2 separate regions of the Pan troglodytes genome follow, and region 1 is linked to region 2. A link is a contact called in public Hi-C data. All regions are on one chromosome and are shown on one strand. The core of a region is the stretch at or near the end of the contact, and the rest is flanking DNA. Distances in the headings are between cores, read along the strand shown.

Region 1 (4,682 bases), core at 898-3,397, 150 kb after region 2:
CGCCTGAACCAGGGAGGCGAAGGTTGCAGTGAGCCAAGATTGCACCACTGCACTCCAGCCTGGGCAATGGAGTGAGACTCTATTTCAAAAAATTAAAAAGAATTAAAAAGCCAAAACTAAACCAAAACAACAACAGCAATGAAACAAAATTCTTCAATGTGTTCCACCTTCACCTGTAGAAAAAGAAGTAATCTAACATCTATGTTATGTTCCAGACATTATATTAAATGCTTTGCATGAATTAACTTATCTGATTTTTTCAATAACCTTGTGATGTAAATGCTATTTTTGTTTAGCGTCTCTATCCTACAGACGAGGAAAGCAAGACAAAGAGAAGTTAAATAATTTCTCACAGCTAATAAGAGGAAGAGCGAGGCCTTGCACCAAGGAAATCTGAAATCAGAGTCTGTGCTGTCAACCACTTCATTATCCTGCCTCCAAACTTCTTGCACCACTGACAAGGTCCTCCACTGCTAACTGGGGGTACTGTAAGCACAAAGACAGTGAGATGGGAAAATGCATGGCGCGTTTGAGGAACAGTCATGAGGCCCAATTAAGCTAGAATGGAGCTGTCAACCTAAAAAAAGACATGAGAAAATTATCCCTAAATATGTTGAGTTTAATCAGGAATAAGAAATAAGGATTATAATTCAGAATGCATGGAATGGCAAACCACCAGTGCATTGAGGGAGGGATAAGAGGAGCTTTTATTAGCAAAAAGAGATTTACATAAGCTGCTTAGAAACAGAGTTCATTGGTTCCTGAGGTTCAAAGCCAGAGTTGTCAGTTTATTGGTGGAGCTCCTGTTACTGGGCAAGTGTTCTTCAGAGAACATCTTATCTGAATTACTGCAGTCCTTCAGAGTGTCTAGTGATAAACTTTATCAAACCAGGAGATGCATAAAGGATGTGAAAGGGTTTCTTATGGGGTTTTTAGAAAGTCCTTGGAAAGAGTTCTTATCTCAGATGTGTAAACGGGAGTCTTCTCTCCTTCATACCTTCTCTTCCTGGCCCTATTTTGCCTGGGTCTGACAAAAGCAATTTCATCCTGGTATCTGCATCTTTCACAGAGCCAACAAAGGGAAAAAACATAGTTACTTTATGACAGAGAAATAGGCAGGGGGAAGATCATAGGGGCTTGCTGACCAGGGTAAAGAGTTTGGAGTTTATTTAATGTGGGATGGAAAATCCTTGGAGGGTTGAAAACAGAAGAGTGATAAAATTTGTTATAGCTTTTTTTTTTTTAAGTAAAAAAATTTTTAAAAAAATCTTTTTTTTTTGTAGAGTTGGGAGACTCAGTATGTTGTCCAGGCTGGTCTTGAACTCCTGGCCTTCAGTGATCATCCTTCCACCATGTGAGCCACTGTGCCCGGCCATTTGACAGTTTTTTTTTTTTTTTTTCCTTGAAGCAGAGTCTTCCTCGGTTGCCCAGGCTGGAGTATAGTGGCGTGATCTCTGCTCACTGGAACCTCTGCCTCCTGGGTTCAAGTGATTCTTCTCCCTCAGCCTCCTGAGTAACTGAGATTACAGGCACCTGCCACTACTCCTGGCTAATTTTTGTATTTTTAGTAGAGATGGGGATTCACCGTGTTGCCCAGGGTGGTCTCCAACTCTTGACCTCAAATGCTCTGCCTGCTTCAGCCTCCCAAAGTGCTGGGATTACAGGCATGAGCCACCACACTCAGCTCATTTGATATAGTTTTTAAAAGTTCCTCTGGCTAGCTGGGCGTGGTGGCTCACGCCTGTAATCCCAGCACTTTGGGAGGCCAAGGCGGGCGGATCATGAGGTCAGGAGTTCGAGTGTGCGGCACTGGGCCATTTCCTTCTTCTTGGTCCATTTGCCATTCCTTCCATTGTCTGCCCAGTGAACACCTATTACCTTTTAAAACATAGTCACAGCCTCCTGTCTGAGGCTTTTTCCAACTCATCACCCTCAATAAAATTATCTCGTTCTTCTTTGCACCCCCACAGAACCCACCCTGAATATTTTATTTGACCCCTGTGGATTAATACAAAAGTATATTTGGTTTTTGTCCCCAGTTCCTGGCATGGAGCCACTAAAACCCTTGGCATTTTCTGAGTGAGGGGAGTGTCTTTTGTTATTCATAACAAACCCCTTTCCATCACACCTGAGTTTATGCTAAGGAGGTAACTTACAGTGGGACCCCTAGGTAGCCTCAGGATGGGGCTGGTCACCAGAAAGAGCAAGTGATTAGAGGGTTGGAACTTTCAGCCTCACCTACCGACTTTGGGAAGGGAAGAGGTGAGTGCTGGAGATTGAGCTCTATAGACACTACTGAACAATCCAGAGAGCTTCTGGGTGGCGGACTCACCAAGGTGCTGGGAGGGTGGCGCACCTGAAGAGGGCATGGAAGTTCTGTGCATCACCCCTGCCGCCCCCTTCCTATCCTGCTCTATGCATCTCCTCCATTTGGCTGTTCCTGAGTTGTATCTTGGTAAAAGTAAGCAAATTGCTTTCCTGAGTTCTGCCCACTGTTCTGGCACATTATTAAATGGGCTTATGGGAACCTGGAACTTTGTTGCCGAGTTGGACAGAAGTGTGGGTAACCTGGAAACCCAATACTTGCAATTGGCACCTGAGGTGGGGACAGTGTTGTGGATCTCAGCCCTTAAACCTGTGGAGTCCGGGTAGTTAATGTCAGCATTGAATTGAGTTGAGTTGTAGGCCACCTAGTTTGTGTTGGAGAATTGACTGTTAGTATGGAAAATCCTCATATTTGTTTCTGACACCAAAGTATTGCAGAAAAAAAAAAAAACCTTTAACCACTAACTTATTTTTTTGTGTTTCTGCCTTCCTTTTAATAACCATAAGCTCCTACGGAAATAGGAAAAAAAAAAAGACCATACCACTGTTATTCCTGCATGCTATCTCAGAGCTGTCTGGTATATTGGACGCATTCAGTAAATATTTACTGGTAACTGAAAGAGCTAACTAATTCATATCTGAAGTTCATTTGGGTTGGTGGACCTTGTGTTGACGGTTTCAGTTTCTCACTCCTTGTTCTTTTATGATGCAATGTTCCTGAAATTTGAGAATTAACAATTTTCTAATCTTTATGAGCTTTAACTTAGTTGTGATACGGTGTAATATTTTACATTTAAGGTCTATATTTATCTATCCTGCAGCATGCACTTAGCTTTCCTGATAAATAACTGAGTTAGCTCCTTAATTAAGTAGTCTTTTTCCTTTTTTCCCTTATATTGCCCAGCAACTGGTCTTGGTGTGGCTACAGTTTCTCTTATTGAGTCTGGGTGGAGACAAGATGGGACTTCAAAAATCCTGTGGCTTTTCTCCAAGTCAAAGCAATCCCATCAGGGTGAAGTTTTTGGGCAGCTGTCGGCTCAGCTGGGGCCAGGCTGGAGGCTTGAGCTACTGTCTGTTTTGCTGCATTCTTGGCTGAAGGCCAGGCTGAGTTTCTTCTGAACTTGGGTAGTGGCTTAGGCGAATCTGGCCTGTTCAGCAATTGTCAGGTTCCTTGGTTAGAAGAGTAGCAGCCTGTGGAGATTAGGGGGGAAACGTTCTCCACAACCTGGCCAATGGTGGGATGTTACAGTGGAAGCACATTTTTGACAGAATTCTGCCAGATATACAAGCATAAAAATAGTCACACATTGTGCTCCTTAAACTCAGGGGAGGCCCCTCTCACTGACTTCATCAAAGGGTTACTTAGAGGTGGATGCTATGATTTCTGATGACTTTGAAGTCAAGTCAATCCCAGAGCCTAAGATTGGCCATCCTGGCTATCGTAAATCATTGCAGCCACTTTGGATTAAAATGTTAACATGAGATATTGGTTGGAGTCCCTAAATTGTGGGGACAGATGCTTTCTCTAATGTTTTCTCCAACGGTATTAGATCCTGGGCTTGCCTGTTCCTTATACTTCATTCATGTAGGCATGGGAGGGTCTGCGTAAATTTTTCTCATTGTGATAAAATATACATAAAATTTACTATTTGAACCATTTTAAAGTATACAGTTTTGTGACATTAAGTACATTCATCATGTTGTGCAACCAGCACCACCATGCATTTCCATAACTTTTTTATTTTCCCAAACTGAAACTCTACATCCATTAGAAAATAACTCTCCTTTCTCCCTTACTCCCAGCCCCGGGAAACCACCATTCTACTTTTTGTCTCTATGAATTTGACTATTCCAACTACCTTGTATAAGTTGAATCATGTAATATTTGTCCCTTTGTGTCTGGTTTATTTAGCATTAATGTTTTCAAGGGGCCTGGATAATTTTTATGGCAACCTTATTCCTTGAACATCACTCATTTTGCCAGTGTCAATTATTTCGAACATCCTTCATGCTATTTTACAAACCTGTGGTGTGGACTTAAGTAACAATCAGTATTTGAGGGGCTGAGTAGCCACCGCTGGACTGTGAATTTTTGCTTGGGGTTCTTCATATGCTAACGAATCACCCTTGACACATTACATAGCTCATTCCAAAGTCTTTTAAAAGTAAATGACCACACTGACACTACGACATAGCCAAAATTCAGAAACTCCTGACAGAGGTAAAGTAATGAACATCATAAAGAAGGGGCTTACCACTGGATGTCAGGATCACATTTTGGTCCTGTGAGGCAGGGGGGTTTTAGAGATACCTAGAGTTTTGCACAAAACTCTCTCTCTCTCGTGTGTGTGTGTGTG
Region 2 (4,607 bases), core at 540-3,039:
GAAAGGGAAGTGCCCTAGAAGTCTGCATGTGAATGGGATCAAAGGACCTGTGACTCAGGAGGGAGGCTCTCCACCCCTCAACATGTTAAGGATACATCATTATGGGAACGGGAAGGAATTTCATGGTGAGAGTCAAAGTGCAGGGGGCTTGCCAGGAGAATGTATTTTTGGACATGCTGGGGGACAAGAACGTTAGAAAAATGGCATCTAATGAACTGGAGTGCAGTGGTGCGATCACAGCTTACTGCAGCCTCAACCTCCTGGTCTTGTGCAAGCCTCCCGCCTCGGCCTGCTGGTGGTCTTGATGGTGGGGAAGGAAAACTACATGCGATTGAGGGGAGGATGAAAAGAACACCCATCACAGGACTATTCACAAATGGGAGACAGATGCAACCCCGACACCTGGGTCTTCAAGTCGTTCTGCCCCAGCATCATTCCAGAGTCTAGCCCCGCCCTCCCGGTGCTGTCTTGTCCCAAGGCCCTGCTGCCTGGCCTTTGGGAACACTGTAAGGTGCCACTGCTCGCCCTTGCCGTGGTCCTCTGCCTGACCTGTTCCCCAGCATGAACCTCCCCTACCATATGCCCAGTTTGGAATTCCATGAGGGGGAATGTGGGAGGGAACTTAGAAGAAACTGTTTTAAATAACAAGCTAACACTCTCGAGGACAGTCTAAAAAGGCTTTCTTTAATGATTAAGCCTGGGAGAGTTAAGACTGAAGGAAGGACTGGAAGAAGGAAAATGAGGATTTGGATGAGACTACAGGTGAATTTCCCGCAGATGGAAGCGCTGGAGAGGGACGCCGAGCAGCTCTGCAGCGCCCATCGGCAGGATCACCAGGCAGGCTGGGCCTCCATCCATGGGTGCCTCTGGCTCCCTATCTGTGCAACCGGACGGCCATCACCCCTCACAGAGTTGTTATGAGGCTCCAAGGAATCCCTGTGTATGAATCTCAGCACAGTGCCCGACTTGTAGTAAGTGCTCTATTTTAGTATTATTTTTACTTTGAAACAAAAACTTGCAGAAAATTGGGGAAAAGAACAGGGGAGAGCCCATGGGAACATCCAGCCTGAATGCTTCCCTTTAAGGTGAGGAGACAGTGCAGAGAGCTACTCTCCCAACCGGCACCTGAGTGGACGCTCCCCCCAGGGCCTCCTGCCCGCAACAGCCCAGTCCTTTCTTTGCCGGTGAGGCACAGTCAGGACGGTCCCACAGCACTCCTGGGGGCTGAGTCTGACCACAGCGCAGCGCCTGGGTAGTCCACACAGACCGTCTGCACCCCAGTCAGGGTGCTAGGGATAGACAATCCAACTCAAAATAGTTTAAGCCTACTCCCCCGCCCAAAAAATGTACTTATTCATGTAGCTAAGGCATCTGGGATTGGTAGAAACTGAAATGACTCCATTAGGACACTGTCTCTTCTGTGTTCTTTCCTTCCCTTCATTCCTTTTCCTTCCTTTCCCTCCATCTCTCCCTCCCTCCCTCCCCTCTCTTTTCTTTCTTGACGGGGTCTCACTCTGTCACCCAGGCTAGAGTGCAGTGGCACAATCATGGCTCACTGCAGCCTTGAAGTCCTGGGCTCAAGCGATCCTCCTGAAACGGGAAAGGTTCTCCTGTCCCCCTCGCAGGGTGTGCGACCTGTGGAGTGGCTCGGTTCTCCAGTGCCTCGCTGCTCAAATCTTTAGGGGAGCATACAGACGGGCAGGCTGTGGGGCTCCAACCCCACTGCAGTGTCTAGGGGTGAATGTTTACAGCTCCTGAAGTCCCAGTGGACGTGTGTTACAGGGTCTTTTAGTTTGCCCTCTACAGGCGGTTTGTGTTAAACAGCTCAATTAGACCCTCTACCTTGTCCCAAGGACAGAGGGTTTTCTGTATCCCGGGTTCTTGCCTTGGTGTACTGGAAGATTCAGATCACAGGTGAGCTTGGAGAATAAGTGCAAAGTTTTACTGAGTAGAAGTAGCTTTCAGCCAATGGGGGAGCCAGAAGGGAGATGGTTTTCCCCTGGAGTTTGGCTGCTCAGTGGCCCCAGCTCCCTTCCAACGGCCCCATCCAAACTCCGCATCATTCTGCTGATTCATGGCCGGTCTGCCTGCCTTCCTGCCGGGTGGTGGGCTCTCGGGTCTCAAAGACCAGCTGCTTGTCTTTTTCCTCCAATGTATTCCTCCCGACTTCCAGCCGCTTCTGTGTCTGCCCTCTAGGGGGTCATGGGTTTTTATAGGCCCAAGATGTGGGCGTGGCAGGCCAGGGTAGTCTTGGGGAATGCAACATTTGGGCAGAAAAATGCCTGTCCTTACCTAGGTCCGTGGGGGTGGAGCCCTAGCCAGGGACCACAACTCTCCTCTACCCAGCACTTCCTTTCCCCTTTTCCATATCATTTAAAGCGGCCACGCTCTTCCCTTTCCAGCATTTCAGTGTCACTCCCACCTCAGCCTCCTGAGTAGCTGGGACCACAGGCATGTACACCACACCCGGCTAAATTTATTTTACTTTTTTGTAGAGATGGGGATCTCACCATGTTGTCCAGGCTGGTCTTGAACTCCTGGGCTCAAGGGATCCTCCCACCTCAGCCTCCCAAAGTGCTGAGATCCTCTAGGTTTCTTTGGGTTCATTCTCAGCATTCTTTGGGTTCATTCTCTTCATGTGGGGTAAGGTGGCCACCAGCAACTACAGGCTCACATGGTCCTCGTGTTTTAAAATGCAGGTTTTCTGGCTGGGCACGGTGGCTCACGCCTGTAATCCCAGCACTTTGGGAGGCTGAGGCTGGTGGATCACAAGGTCAAGAGATGGAGACCATCCTGGCCAACATGGTGAAACCCCGTCACTACTGAAAATACAAAAATTAGCTGGGCATGGTGGCGCATGCCTGTAGCCTGTAGTCCCAGCTACTCGGGAGGCTGAGGCAGGAAAATCACTTGAACCTGACAGGCAGGGCTTGCAGGGTTTGGTGGAGCGCCGCAGAGCTTGGAGTGTTGAGGTCGCGCCACTGCACTTCCAGCTTGGAGACAGAAGGAGACTCCATCTCAAAAATAAACAAATAAATAAATATAAATAAAAAAATAAAATAAAATGCAGGTTTTATTATTAGTATCAGGTATGGTGAAGCCAACAGGTCAGGAGACAGCTGCCGTTGAAGAGATTGTTACCCACAGTTCCCAAGAGGAGGGGTCACACTGCACCACACAGGGCCACCCGGGGAAGCAGGAGTTGGTCAGGAGGCAGAGGATGTAAGGGGAAAATGTGGGCAAGAGCCGTCATTGTGGTTTTCATGGGAAAGAAGGGGCAAGGTAGGTAAGCAGGTTTAGCAGGTGTAGGATTGGCCAGCTTGAATAATTTCAGCAGGTTCTGGGATGTAGGGGCTGCCCTAATTGTCTGATGTCTGTGAAATGGGAGAGTTCCCTGACCCCTCTTGAGGATGTGTGACAGTGGTGTGGCTTGTGTGTTTGGTCACAGTACGCTGAAACCCCTATGGGAGGGGGAGCACGCAGACAGGCAGGCTCAGGAGCATGTGTTACAGTGTGCTCTTTTAGCTTTGCCCTCCATAGATGGCTTAAGTGTTAACCAGTTCAGTGGACCCTCTGCTTTTCACAAGGGCAGAGGGCCAGTGTCACAGGTTTCTATATCCCAAGCTCTTGTCCATTGTCCTGGAAGAATCAGGTCACACATGAACTTGAAGGGTGGTGAATGCAGGGGTTTTATTGGATGGTGGAGGTGGCTCTTAGCAGGATGAATGGGGAGCTAGAAAGGGAATGGAGTGGGAAAATGATCTCCTGGATTTTGGTCATCCAGCAGCCAAACTCCTCTCTAACCGCCCCCAACTGAACTCCTCTTGGCGTTCAGACGCTCCTTTTCTCCTCTCTGTCACACCCTTCTGCCGTTCTTCTGTTCTTCTGTTCGTCTTCTCATCTCCTTTTGGAGCCTAGGATCTGGGGTTTATATGGGTACAGGATAGTGGGGTATGGCGGGCCACAAAGACAAATTTTTGGGTGTGAAAACAGGAATGCCTGTTTCCATTTAGGGCCACAGGTATCCAGGCTTCAGGGTGGGGCCTTTGCTGGGGGACTGCCCTCTTCTACCCAGTATTTCCCTGTCTCCTGTCTGTATCATCTGGGCCTGGGTGAGCAGGGCAGGTCAGTAGTGCCCCAAGTGTGAGAGCCCAATAAAGGAGGCTGCTGGGGAGTACAGGGTCTGGACTGGTTCATGTGCATGTGAAAGGCACACCAGCAGGAGAATCTTTTGCTATTTCTAGGAATTAGCTATCCCTGGGAGGGCAGTCTCTTCAAGGTCAGCAAGGCTCCAGATGTCAAAGTATCAAAAATATAGAAAACAGGAAGTCATACTTAACACACTTCACAATTAGCCACCTCAGTTAAGAATTTGACTCTCTTGGCTGGGGATAGTGGCTCACGCCTATAATCCCAGCACTTTGGGAGGCTGAGGGAGGAGGATTGCTTGAGGCCAGGAGTCCGAGATCAGCCTGGGCAACATAGCAAGGAGATCCCTTGTGTCTACAAAAAGTTTTTTAAAAAAATTAGCCTGATGTCTGCAATAGGCTACTTAGGCAAGCCCTCCATAAAAGTCAGAGGAGAGCTCAGTACAGAGCGAAGAGTGA

What was found. Hi-C and Micro-C count contacts between places; a contact is called where the count stands out from the background.
Region 1: a Hi-C map of induced pluripotent stem cells shows a contact between it and region 2, with 2.5 times the contacts expected there. The contact joins two enhancer-like sites. A contact is called at or near these places in 2 of 7 Hi-C or Micro-C datasets (both in induced pluripotent stem cells).

What each region holds. Positions count from the first base shown.
Region 1 is chr17:61,320,739-61,325,420 of NHGRI_mPanTro3-v2.0_pri, forward strand. No RefSeq gene overlaps it. Among named protein-coding and RNA genes, the nearest start is that of MEX3C, 72 kb to the left of the region's middle. Within about 2 kb of position 2,148, at least 2 of the 24 cell types and tissues checked have an H3K27ac peak or open chromatin away from gene starts, as enhancers often do. A contact at or near this core is called in induced pluripotent stem cells, where this site is marked.
Region 2 is chr17:61,175,237-61,179,843 of NHGRI_mPanTro3-v2.0_pri, forward strand. No RefSeq gene overlaps it. Among named protein-coding and RNA genes, the nearest start is that of MEX3C, 73 kb to the right of the region's middle. Within about 2 kb of position 1,790, at least 1 of the 24 cell types and tissues checked has an H3K27ac peak or open chromatin away from gene starts, as enhancers often do. A contact at or near this core is called in induced pluripotent stem cells, where this site is marked.